Linked DNA regions of Mus musculus: all the other regions are linked to region 2. A link is a contact called in public Hi-C and promoter capture Hi-C data. All regions are on one chromosome and are shown on one strand. Each heading gives the region's core, a stretch centred on a gene start, on an enhancer-like site or on the middle of the called end of the contact. The rest is flanking DNA. Distances are from core to core; before and after follow the strand shown. Region 1 holds the start of Ap1ar (adaptor-related protein complex 1 associated regulatory protein). Region 2 holds the start of Mettl14 (methyltransferase like 14). Region 3 holds the start of Larp7 (La ribonucleoprotein domain family, member 7). Region 4 holds the start of Camk2d (calcium/calmodulin-dependent protein kinase II, delta).

Region 1 (2,966 bases), core at 277-2,776, 4.5 Mb after region 2:
TCTACCGCAGAATTCAAAGCACTCCCTCCCAGAGTTTGACTGTTAAGCCTTCCAAGGAATGATAATAAAGTCAAAGATGTTGTAATGTCCAGTTCTTCCATGAGCCCCTTTCCATAGCTTCACAAACGAGTTCACTCACGAAGTACTTGGAATAACATGATTTTGGATCACAATGCACAACAGCTGTCAAAGTAAAGTACAGAAATCAGGAAAATCAAAATACCAAACTAAGTAGAAATGTTTTAAGTCCATCCCCTCCCATTCTAGGGACGCATAGAGTAACACCTTCACTACTTTGACACACTGCTTAATTAGTGAATCATTTTATAATGCACTCATGACCCAAAGATTCGAATTACAAATCACTTGGTTCCAGTTTGTGTGGGCTGAAAGCTTCCCAATACAAAGCTATTGGCTGAAAATTGGGCACCATGCTTAAGAAAGTTCAAAACAGATATGTTCTTTAGTTAGATTGGCTGGCTTAGATTTTTTGATTCTAGGTTTTAATTCCCGAAAAATGCTTAGGAATAATAAAATCAACATCAATGCTATGTGCCCCCGGGTTTTTTGTTTTGTTTTGTTTTTTCACTATTCTAGGAAATAAAGGTACAACAGTAATCACACAATTTTGCTATTGGATAGAAAAATCTGAAGCATATCCCACTTTCCTCACAAGAGACGTGCTGCTCGGTGACATTTTGGTTAGATTATCGAGCATAAGGGTAGCAATCACAGCATGGTATTCCTCTCCAAAATTCTAAGTTATTGCTATGAAAGGATTCGCATACAGCCGCACCAGTCGCTTCAATGGCCAGTGTGCACTGCGATCCTGCAGCTCTTTACCTAAGAGTTCACCAGAGCCTGGAGCAGAAGTGACTTCTATTTAAAATGCACCTGGGGCATCAACCTTGGGGCCAGATTTTCACCTGTTCTGTCAAGGCCCAAAAGGAAGACCAAACACAGAGACAGAAGCTTTGGCGTTAAGTCAAAGCAGGGTGTGTCCAGGAGGCAGTGCCGGGTGCTTACAGGAGATCGTACCTCCCGAGGTAAGTCCTCAGGGACAGGGAGCCTGCACGGGGGCGGCGGGCACCACCACCACCGCCGATCCCCGGCCGCGCATCCCGGGCATCCCGGGCCTGCGCTGCCGCTTACCCTCCGCCCGCTCGCTGCAGCCGACCCGCTTCCCGGCGGAGCAGCCCGAAGCATTGCGTCCAGCAGCAGTTCCCCATCGCATGCCGCCCGGAGCCGCCGCTCCTCCTCCTGCCCCGAGCGCGAGCCCAGGCGGAGCAGCTGCATCCGCGCCGGCCGGAGCTCGGCAGACGGCGACGCCGGGAACAAAGGCCGCCGCTAGGCCCGCGGGCTCCGGGCTACCGCGGCGCGAGGGACGAGCGCAGGGCCGTGGGGTCCCGGGTCTCCAGCCGTCCGCATGGCCCGCTCGCCACCCGCCCGGCCGCCCGCGCCCGTCACCGCCCCGGCAGCCGCGGGAGGCCCGCGCCGCCACGCCCCCTGCCGCTCCCGGGCTCCCATTGGACACGTTTCTGGCGGCTACCGCTTCCGGCGGCTGGCGCGGGCGTCATTTCCGCTGGATTCCGGCTTGGCTGGCAGCGCCGGGCAGGAGGCGCTGTTCTCGGTTGTAGGTGCTGTGTGCTGAACCTGATCCTAGACGGGGATCTGCTCTCTCTCTCTCTCTCTCTCTCTACGCCACTTCTGGCGCCTTCGTCGCCCGCTGTCAAGCAGTGGGGATCATGCAGCGCATGCTCGAGCGCAAGCTTAGCCTTCGAACTTTGTACCTAGAGCGCACGAGCCTCCCCTTCTGCAGCAGCGGGTCGGAAGTCACCCAACGAGTGCGCTCCAGGATGGCACCAGAGCTAGAGGCAGAGAGGAGGGACTCACTGCCGTTACTTAGAACACACTAAGAGGCTTTTTGTTTTATTTTGTTTTGTTTTGTTTTAATTCTTAAAATATTCTCGTTTGCGGAGCAGCTTATTCTCGTTATACTGCCAGCGGACTGGAGAGACACTGTGCACTCCTAGGCGGATTTTCTTTTATTAAAAACGAAAAGTTCCAGCTTGGGCATGTAGCTCGGTTGGTAGAAGTGTGGTGGAAAAATCTGCAGTCAACAGCACTTGAGAGATGGAAGCAGAGTCATAAATTCAAAGTCAACCTCAGATACACATTAAGTTGGAGGTCAGTCCGGACTGTGTGAGACCCTGTATTTTTATTTTTTATTTTTTAAATTAAAAGTAATTTCAGGTGGAGAAGAGGAGAACCAGAAGAAGTCAGCAAAAGGTCTTGGGTTTTCGGGAGAACAAGCCATTTCTAATTCAAATATAATATTCTAATTCCAAGTTAAGAAGAGCAAGGCTGGGGTAAAGGTCCATGTTCTCAAATGCCACCCTAAAAACCCCCTTTCAGACACCAGGTAGCTTTAAAAGCAGAAGGCAGAAGTATGCCTGGGAGTTGGAGGCCGGCCTGATCTACAGAGCCAGATCCTGGCCAGCCATGTCTATGTAATGAAACCCTGTCTAACCCAACTGGATCCAAGGCATAGTTGTTTCACAAATGCCCAGTTCTGTGGATAACATGCTCCACTGATACCATATATTACAATTTTAACCCACTTTAGTGTGAGTGAAATGGTGACATTGAAAAAAAAAAAAGAAAAGAAAACAGTACTACTAGGAAAACATTCTTTCAACTACTCATTTTGTTGGTTCTTAGCATCAAGGCCAGCCATGATTTCAGTCTTAGCACTTAGTGAACTTGACTCTTTGGTATTCAAGTGGACAAGCCCCACTGCTCATTGGATGCCAGTGAAATGGCTTAATGGTTTCCTAAATTGTCACTGCATTTTCCTCCTCTCTTCCAGTACCTGAAATCAATAATAATAATGTAGCCTTGGAAATGGAACTATAAGTGCGTAAGGAAGCTGGTGCACACAGCCTGTAGATACTACCCAGTGTTGA
Region 2 (2,814 bases), core at 30-2,529:
TTTACTCACTCAAGCTTTGAGCATTTCCCTCCATTACTTATATTGATTTGTATGGTGTAATGAAAACAGCCTGAGATTTTTAAGTAAAACAACTTGTAGTATGTATTCCCTGCATGAATGGTCTACTAAACGGCAAGCACTCACATCTTCATTCACTAGCTTCAATGAAAGCGAAAGGTTTGAAAAGTAATCTCTAGAGAGAGGAATCTTAGAGAATTCTCTGGTGAGGGCTGGCTAGGGAAAAACGTTAAAATTTGGAAACCTAGTCCTAATGTACTAGTGAACGTAACACCTCCTGTCTCTAATAAATTACCAAGTAAGGATTCAAACGTTTGGTTGAAGGTAGACTGTGTTCTAAGTGCAGAATCTAAAATTTGCTCTAACTTAGGTGGCTTCCAATGAGTCTTTCGACAGGATCTCAAGAAAATAATCAAACTTCCTTCAAAACCAATATCAAGAAAAGATTAAGAACATGCACTGCTCTTCCAAAGGACCTGAGTTCAAGTCCCAAGCACCCACACCAGGAGGCTCACAACTACCTGTAGTTCCAGCTCCAGAAAGATCCAACACCTCTGGCGCTGTGCTCACGTGCACATATATATATACACACAGAGAGACAAACCCCACATAATTTAAAATAAAAACTAATCTTAAAAAAAATAAAGAATCTGAAGCTGACGCGGGAGAAAGGCAAGACATGAAACACTGCTTCAACAGTGACGGTGAAATGTAAGGGCTAAAACTGCCACTTGCTCTTGTAGCAACTACTAGCACTGCACTCATCGACAATTCCCAAGTCTACCCCCACCACTCAAGTCCGTGCCCGCCACGGTGGGGACAGAAAGCCCAAGCCTGGCAGCGGTTGGTTTTCTACGTAATGACTCTGACAGGCACTCGAGTAGACTAGGGAATAAAAGTCCCGGGACAAAGACCTTGACAGATGCTGATGTGAGAGTTCACCAAAAAAAAAAAAAAAAAAAAAAAAAAAAAATTTTTTTTAAAAGAGGCGGCCGCGCACGCGCACTAATGCTCCCTCCCACCCGCCGCACACCTGCTGAGCTAGGAGCTGCCGCCGTAACTTCTGCCGCTCCCGGATCTCCTGCAGGCGGCTATCCATGCCCCAGCTTCGGCTGCTCACCACCCCGACAGACTCCGCGCCCGCCAAAATGCAAATCCACCTGCCAAACCAGGAAACACCGGGTCCCGCCCCGCAGAGATTCTGACCCGGAGACTTTCACGTCCCTCAGGAGGAAGTTTCCGGCGCGCCTGAAACAGGCTATGCCTGAACAGGAAGTCCCGCCTCCAGGACGCCGAAGATATGATGTCACACGACGAGACCCAATGGGGATGTAGTGGTGGTTGAGGGCGAGGAGCCGCTTTTGGCTATCTTCTTAGTGCTTAAAGTCTTTCCTGAAGGGTTAGGCTCGGTTTTTTTGTTTTTTGTTTTTCCTGCTCATAAAAGAAGTTTTTCTTTTTCCCGTTAACCAATTGTCCGCCTGCCAGTCCTGGCTTTTTAATATTTGAGGGATGCTTGTGGGTTTCTTTCACTGCAATACTGACCGGCTTGTGAAGGACTGGATCGCCGCTCAGTAACCTTGGCAAGTTAGCGAGCTTTTGTAAAAGAACAGAGAAAGAGGGTCTTGGGGGGCTGAGGCAGGAGGACCCAGGAGTTTGGAGCCTAGGCTATGTAATGAAACCCTGTCATTCACTCATTTATTTATATAAATAAATAAATAAATAAATAAGAACAGAGAAAGAGGGTCTTGGGGGGCTGAGGCAGGAGGACCCAGGAGTTTGGAGCCTAGGCTATGTAATGAAACCCTGTCATTCACTCATTTATATAAATAAATAAACAAACAAATAAATAAATAAATGCAAGCAAACATAGCGGTAGTTACGTAGTGAAACCCTGTCATTCATAAACACACAAACAGAGCGGGCAGCGCTGAAACCCTGTCATTCATTCATTTATATAAATAAATAAATAAATAAATAAATAAATAAATAAATAAATGCAAGCAAACATAGCGGTAGTTACGTAGTAAATAAATAAATAAATAAATAAATGCAAGCAAACATAGCGGTAGTTACGTAGTAAATAAATAAATAAATAAATAAATAAATAAATAAATAAATGCAAGCAAACATAGCGGTAGTTACGTAGTGAAACCCTGTCATTCATAAACACACAAACAGAGCGGGCAGCGCTAGGCTATGTAATGAAACCCTGTCATTCATTCATTCATTCATATAAATAAATAAATAAATAAATAAATAAATAAATAAATGCAAGCAAACAGCGGTAGTTACGTAGTGAAACCCTGTCATTCATAACAACACACAAACAGAGCGGGCAGCGGTAGCGAATGCCTTTAATTCCAGCACCCGAGAGACAGAGGCCGGCAGTTCTCTGAGTTCGAGGCCAGCCTGGTCTACAGAGCAAATTTCAGGGCAGCCAGACCTACACAGAGAAACCCCATCTCAAAAACAACAATCAAGCAAAAATTCCTTGCATAATAGTAGAATTATATGACAAAAACGTTAATTTTCAAAAAGTCTTCTGTAAATTATTTTGACTATATAGTGTTAAGGTATATCTCTTTCAGACTTAGCTATATTATTTGATAATTATGACTGCCGGGACTAGATGTTTATTCACTGAGCATTTCTTATAGCAAGTACTGTGCTGAGCTCTGGAGTCTATGAAGGCTCAAAGATCAAAAAATATATGAACATGCCGGCTCCTTCCTTCTGTCCCATCAGCTCTAGGCTGTTATTCCAATACATGTTCTCCATTTAAAATAACTATGTGAA
Region 3 (2,728 bases), core at 116-2,615, 4.2 Mb after region 2:
CCCAAATGCTGGGATTAAAGGTGTGCGTCACCACTGCCTGGGCTGTCCCAGGAATTCTTCATCTGACCTCCCTGACACTTCTGGGAGTTTAAAGACATCTTAGGAATCCATGAGATGTTATAAGACAAACTTTTAAACAAAAGGTAAAATCATGCTTATACAAATATAAAGGAATATGGTAAATTTAAGTGGAACTAGTCTGTTTAAAGGAGAAAAGACCAGATCAATATGCAGCATAAAGTCAAAATGAATGTTAACATATACTGGTCAGGGGCAATGATTGGGCAAACATGGTTTTCATCTTTATGTTTTCAACAAGTTACAAAGTTGCAACACTGCCCAAAGACAGTGAATGTCACAGATAATCTGGAAGTAAGCTGTGCTAGATGTAAAGCAAAAGACCATTTTTTTTTTTTTAAATTTTAAATCAAAGGTTTTGTTTGTAAAATCACATACAAAATGTTTCCACAGGTACATGTAAAATTTTCAAAGGAACTCGACAATAATATTTTCCAGGCTTTAAACAAAAAGAAGAGTACCCAAAAGATTGAGAACCAAAGTTGTAGTCACGGCAAACCCTTTAGCGGTCTGGAACTTTGCTCCAAATAATCTTTTAGTGTGAATGTTTTATGAAGTCATTCGGTTTCCCACCACCGCCCGGCTTCGAAAGACTACTAAAAGGCAGTCTTACTTCTTGAGGATTTCCATTCTCAATGAACTCTCCACTCATATTTCTCCTTAATTTCTCATAAACGCACTCAGAACTTAAATTCATTACTGTTAGCCCCTTCTACAACGGCTTTTTCTATAGAGGGACTAGCAAAAAGAAAAGACTGAACTTTAGAATGCAAGTTCTCACAACTGATGTCCTTTGGGAAGACAACCTGCCTAACACCCACAGTTCCTCTGAGCAACCCTACTTCCGCACAGACTCCCCCCCCCCCCCCCCCCCGCAGCCGGGCGTGCCCCAAACACCCCAACCCCAAGCTCGGCCCGCCCCCTCTGTACTGAGCTCCGAATAGCAGGGGCCGCCAGGGAACTGCGCGTGCGCACAACGCACGGCGCCAAACCAACGGCACAGTGGCGACGGGGGCGGGGTGAGGCGGACCGCGGATGGAGGGTGGCCCTCAGGAGACCCGACTGAGAGGAGTTCCCACCTCTACGGGTCTGAGAGGCTCTGCAGGCCAGTAGTGACTTACTCCGTGCTCGTCCCCAGATCCACGGTCAGCGCTTGTGTTCTCCCACGCTTTCCTTCTCCCGACCCCTGCGGTCGGCGGAAATTTGCGTCATTCGAGTAGCGACGCGCTTCTCTCAGCCCGCTACGGAAAGACGGGTCCGAGGCCCAGGGTTCGTTGCTGACGTCATAGGCGGAGCATCTCGGGGGCGGGAGCCACGCGGTGACTGCGCTGGCACGCGGAGTTCCATTGGTGGTTTGCGAACGGCGGCGGGCGGGGCCTCCGCGGTACCGTCCCTGCTTGATGACGTCACTTAAGTTGGCGGGAGAAATTAGAAAGTGGAGTTTATGTCATTGAGCCGGTGAAGTGGAGACTTTTCTCTCCCGTGTTCTAGGCAAGAAGGGTGGACAGACCGGGCGACTTGGCGCGGTTGGGAGAGCACTGGACACTGACTCGCCTCCACGGAAGCGACCCACGAGGCGCCGTTAGAGTGCCGGGTGAGGCGGTCACCATAGCGGCCCATCCCGGTTGTGGGTGTTTTAGGGGCTGACATAGGACCAAGGGGGCCATTATTATTTAGTGATACAAAACCTTGAAGTGTCAAGGCTTGGCAAGTGAAGCTATGTTTCTTTTAGGGATCTGTACTGTTCCTTGTGGTTTAGCAGGCCGTTCGTGGTTTGGAAACTTTCCTGGTTTGAGCGGTGCTGTTCTGAGCTATTGTGACAGTTTTTCATCACTGCAGAGGGCCAGATAGAAACTGTTGTTGGGCTCCAGAGCTGGACTTCCTAACGTAATAGATCAAGAATAGGACCTAAAAGAATAGGACCTAAAATGTTCATTGCTAACTAATTGTCAGGTCATGTCCCTGGAACCACTTGAAGATATGTGTGCTTATGTGTGCTGCTTTTGCATCTGTATTCAGTTCACCATCGACGATTTCAAGATTTCAAAATTTGACCTTATAGTTAACATGGTAGTTACAGTGGCTGCTGCAGCACTGTCCAAGAGATTTTTCTTCCTGGGTGTGGTGGCATATTGCTTGTAATATCCCAGCTATTTCCAGAGGCTAGGACGGGATTGTGCAATATGGTCAGATCCTATTTTAAACAAACATAAAGGACTGGATGCATGTAAGCACTATTACCTAGTTTACATATAGTCCCTTTTGTCAGCCCCTAGCACTGGGTAAAAGAAAGAACAAAATTTTCCTTGCAGAGGAATTATATATTGTATATTTGGCTCTAGGATGTTGTGCTATATTGACTAGGGTATATAGTCAACCCTCTGTACCTGTAATTTCTGGATCTGTATTCAGCCAGTTATAGATGGGAAATAGAAAAAAGTTGTTAGTACTGAGCATACAGATTTTTAAATTATCATTTTTATTTCTTCCTTTTAGACAGTGTCTATCTATGTAGTTAGTCCTGACTGTCCTGGAGCCCTATAGGTAGACAGGCAACCAGGCTGCCTTGAAGTCACAGATCCACCTGACTGTGCATCCTGTGCACTGGAATCAAAGTTGTGTTCCACCAAGTCAGGCTTGTTACCATTTC
Region 4 (2,959 bases), core at 82-2,581, 3.2 Mb after region 2:
CCGTCTGAGTACTTCAGTTCAAAGGCCACTCAGCATTCTTTAGAACAGGGAATAAAAGAACCTGCAAAGTAGTAACTTATAGCCGCCCTAAAAGCATGTACAGGCTCCCTAACTGAAAGTTATCTATCATCTTCCCACTGTGAAATTTTAAGTGCACGATGTGATTCTAAGCACGAGCACATAAGCAATAGAAATGCAGGATTTTATGGTTTCCTGCTGTAGAACAAAAAGCAACAGTCTGAAGAAAATTTTTTAAAAGTTCATGATGCGTCTCTATTTTCCGTAGGCCTCTAAATCTGCAATTGCCTCGTTTATTAAAGACTCAGAAGTGAAAAGAAGGCTCAGAAATGATCTTAGCCACCACTTACACCTTAACCCATCTTACATGCTAATTTTTTTTCTCCATGCTAATTTTTAAGCAACAGTGTCAGATATGCTTAACTGTACACACGTTCTTGAACTCTTAAATGGTTTTCCAGATAGCCACTGAGGGAGTACACTCCTGTGCCCCTACTTGGCCTGCTCTTTGAGAATGCAGGTAAAGAACTCCCACCCTCCCTCTCCCTTCTCCCTCGGCAACGCGAAACAGGCTAGGCACGCTCACGTGACGCTAATGACGTCAGCCCCCTCTGGGTCGCGTGACCCACAGCCAACCTTCCTACCGCCCCACCCCCTCGCCACTGGCGTGGGACATCTCGCGAGAAGCCTTCTTACTATCAGAACTTGCTGAGGTTACAGGGGAGTTACTCTGGAGAGGAAGGAAGGTGTGGCAGAGTGGTGCACTTTTGGGTTTCATTATGTTAGAGTTTATGATCAAGCAAATGCTTATGGGGATCGCCCTAGTCGGGAAAAGGGGAGAGAAGGGCGAAGACGTGACAGTAAAAACTGAAGCGAAACGTGGTGCCCTGACCATCTTTGCCCCTAGCTAAGGGACAGCCGGGCGCAGCAGAGGTGGCCAAGGCTGGCAGCCCCAGGCAGTAGCTGCGAGCCGGGGGACGTTGGACCCGGGTCTGGGAGCAGTAAACGCGAACCGCGCCCAGATGCAAGGGTTGCTTCCCTCTCTCGGCTTCCCCGGCCTCGCGGCCATCCCGCCCGGGTAGAGGCATCCGGGTTGTGGGAGCTTCGAGTGGTCTCTCATCTTTCCGCCCTTCGTGGGTCACTGCGACATCTCAGTCCCGTCCCCTTAAGCGCGCTCCCTGCTGCTCCGCGCATCTCCCTTCGGTCTCCCTAGACGGCTGCGGGAGAGCAGCCCGAAGGGACGCGGCTGGAGTCGCTAGAGGGAGGTGTGGGGCCGCCGAGGAGGGGGCTTCGCTGGGCGGGGAGAGGAGGGAGGAGGCGCCGGGGAGGAGCCGCGGCTGCCAGCTTCGCCCGAGCCGAGCGAGCGCACTCTGTCGCCCCGCGGGTTCCCAGCCTTGCGGCCCCGTGGAGAGGAGGGAGCGCGGGCCACCAGCGCCTCCTCTGCCCGCTGGAACGACCGGCTGGGTGTTCACTCGGCCGCTGCCGCCCGCCACTCCGGGCGCTGCGTTGAGCTCTCCGTGCGGCCTCGGTGACCGCGGCAACCCCTCCTGACACCTCTCCCCCGCCCCTTCGGGAGCCCTCGGCCCGGCCACCGCGGCGGGAGGAGGAGAGGACAAGGGATCGCGGAGCGGGCTGGTCTGGCCACCTCGCCCCGCGCGCCCCGCCCCTGCGCGCACTCCCTCGCCGGCGAGCTACTTTCGGACACGGAAAGTGAGGGCGGCCCCGGGTGACAGCGCGGCGGCGCCAGTCCCGGGAAGCCAGGTCTGTTCGCGTGTCGCCCGTCGCACTGTCCAGACCCCGCCATGGCTTCGACCACCACCTGCACCCGGTTCACCGACGAGTATCAGCTCTTTGAGGAGCTCGGAAAGTAAGCGTCCCTGCCTGGCATCTCCTCCTCCCCACGACCCCTCGTCTCCCTCGTGGGGATAGAGAGCCTGCGGGCCGAGGCGGGGAGACGGACCCTGGCTTGGTGCGGGTGGGGCACACAGGGAAGGAAACCTTTGCCCTACTGTGGCGGGTGCTCCGAATTCCCAGCCCATCTTCTCGGGTCCTCCACCTCTCCACGGGGGACTTAGTGAATTTATGATCTCTGCAGTTGTAGCTGTCATCCTGAGAAGTGTGCGCGCACGCGAGTGCGAATGTGTGTGTATGTGTGTTCGGAGAGGAAAGGAGATGCATGTAAAATGCAACATTTATCACATTTTTGGTAAATAGATGTCTCTTGCTCAGCCCGCGCTGTATCTGCGATCTGACCCAGGTTCGGATGAGCTAACGAGAGAACACTCGCTCTCTGAGATGGTGCCATATTTATCGATGCCGAAAGTTCAACTTGGCTTGGTGGAGAGTCTGGTTCGGCATCCAAGTAGTTGTTCCGTTCAGGAAAAGGGCCACCCAACAGAACCCACGTCCCTGCCATGTATCCGCTATCCTTCTTTGCACTAAGATGAGTCGCTCACCATCATTCTAGGATTTAGGTGTACATCGTCTCTGAGAGGATTTATTTATCCAGGCAGAGGAAAGCCCTAGAGCCCGAGAGAGCGTTTCCCCAGGGTAGCCTAGCTTGTGTAAAACGACCTCCTCCACTGAAGTGGCAGGACTTCCTTGAGATGTTAAGGAGGGACAGGGTACCTACTGAAGATCTGCACAGGGGCAACTAGAGACTCAGTCAGGAGGGAGTGTTGGTTTACCGAGCATCAAACCCCAAACCTATCGCTAATTTCCACTATCAGGGAAGGGATGCATTTGTGTGTGTGTGTGTGTGTGTGCTGTAGGTTTCCTTACAGTTGCATAAAAGGAAGTGTGAGCACTTTTAAATCAAATGAAAATGATATCTTTATAGATGATCTGCTGTTGAAACATGGAGTATGTCGGAAGAGCAGCTTAATTTAAATCTCTCCCCTCCCCCCAAGCCCAAACCAGGCAGAGAGAAATCACCTTACCC

What was found. Promoter capture Hi-C pulls out the DNA fragments that hold promoters and counts their contacts. Hi-C and Micro-C count contacts between places; a contact is called where the count stands out from the background.
Region 1: a promoter capture Hi-C map of pre-B cells shows a contact between it and region 2, with 7 times the contacts expected there. The contact joins the promoter of Ap1ar here to the promoter of Mettl14 in region 2. A contact is called at or near these places in 2 of 39 promoter capture datasets (liver and pre-B cells).
Region 3: a Hi-C map of CD8 T cells shows a contact between it and region 2, with 5 times the contacts expected there. The contact joins the promoter of Larp7 here to the promoter of Mettl14 in region 2. A contact is called at or near these places in 2 of 39 promoter capture datasets (liver and pre-B cells), 2 of 484 Hi-C or Micro-C datasets (CD4 T cells and CD8 T cells) and 1 of 9 other capture datasets (liver).
Region 4: a contact with region 2 is called in a Hi-C map of CD8 T cells, with 9 times the contacts expected there. The contact joins the promoter of Camk2d here to the promoter of Mettl14 in region 2. A contact is called at or near these places in 2 of 484 Hi-C or Micro-C datasets (CD4 T cells and CD8 T cells).

The regions. Positions count from the first base shown.
Region 1 is chr3:127,835,997-127,838,962 of GRCm38.p6, forward strand. Ap1ar (adaptor-related protein complex 1 associated regulatory protein) reads right to left here and starts at 1,527. Exons shown (of 10, transcript NM_145964.3): 1 at 1,153-1,527. The coding sequence starts at 1,229. It overlaps Gm43653 (a long non-coding RNA gene), which reads left to right and starts at 1,501. Exons shown (of 2, transcript XR_003954551.1): 1 at 1,501-2,187; 2 at 2,870-2,966.
Region 2 is chr3:123,384,711-123,387,524 of GRCm38.p6, forward strand. It overlaps Mettl14 (methyltransferase like 14), which reads right to left and starts at 1,280. Exons shown (of 11, transcript NM_201638.2): 1 at 1,052-1,280. The coding sequence starts at 1,117.
Region 3 is chr3:127,551,984-127,554,711 of GRCm38.p6, forward strand. Larp7 (La ribonucleoprotein domain family, member 7) reads right to left here and starts at 1,366. Exons shown (of 13, transcript NM_138593.2): 1 at 1,200-1,366. Zgrf1 (zinc finger, GRF-type containing 1) reads left to right here and starts at 1,506. Exons shown (of 26, transcript NM_197997.2): 1 at 1,506-1,672.
Region 4 is chr3:126,595,620-126,598,578 of GRCm38.p6, forward strand. It overlaps Camk2d (calcium/calmodulin-dependent protein kinase II, delta), which reads left to right and starts at 1,332. Exons shown (of 21, transcript NM_001346635.1): 1 at 1,332-1,885. The coding sequence starts at 1,821.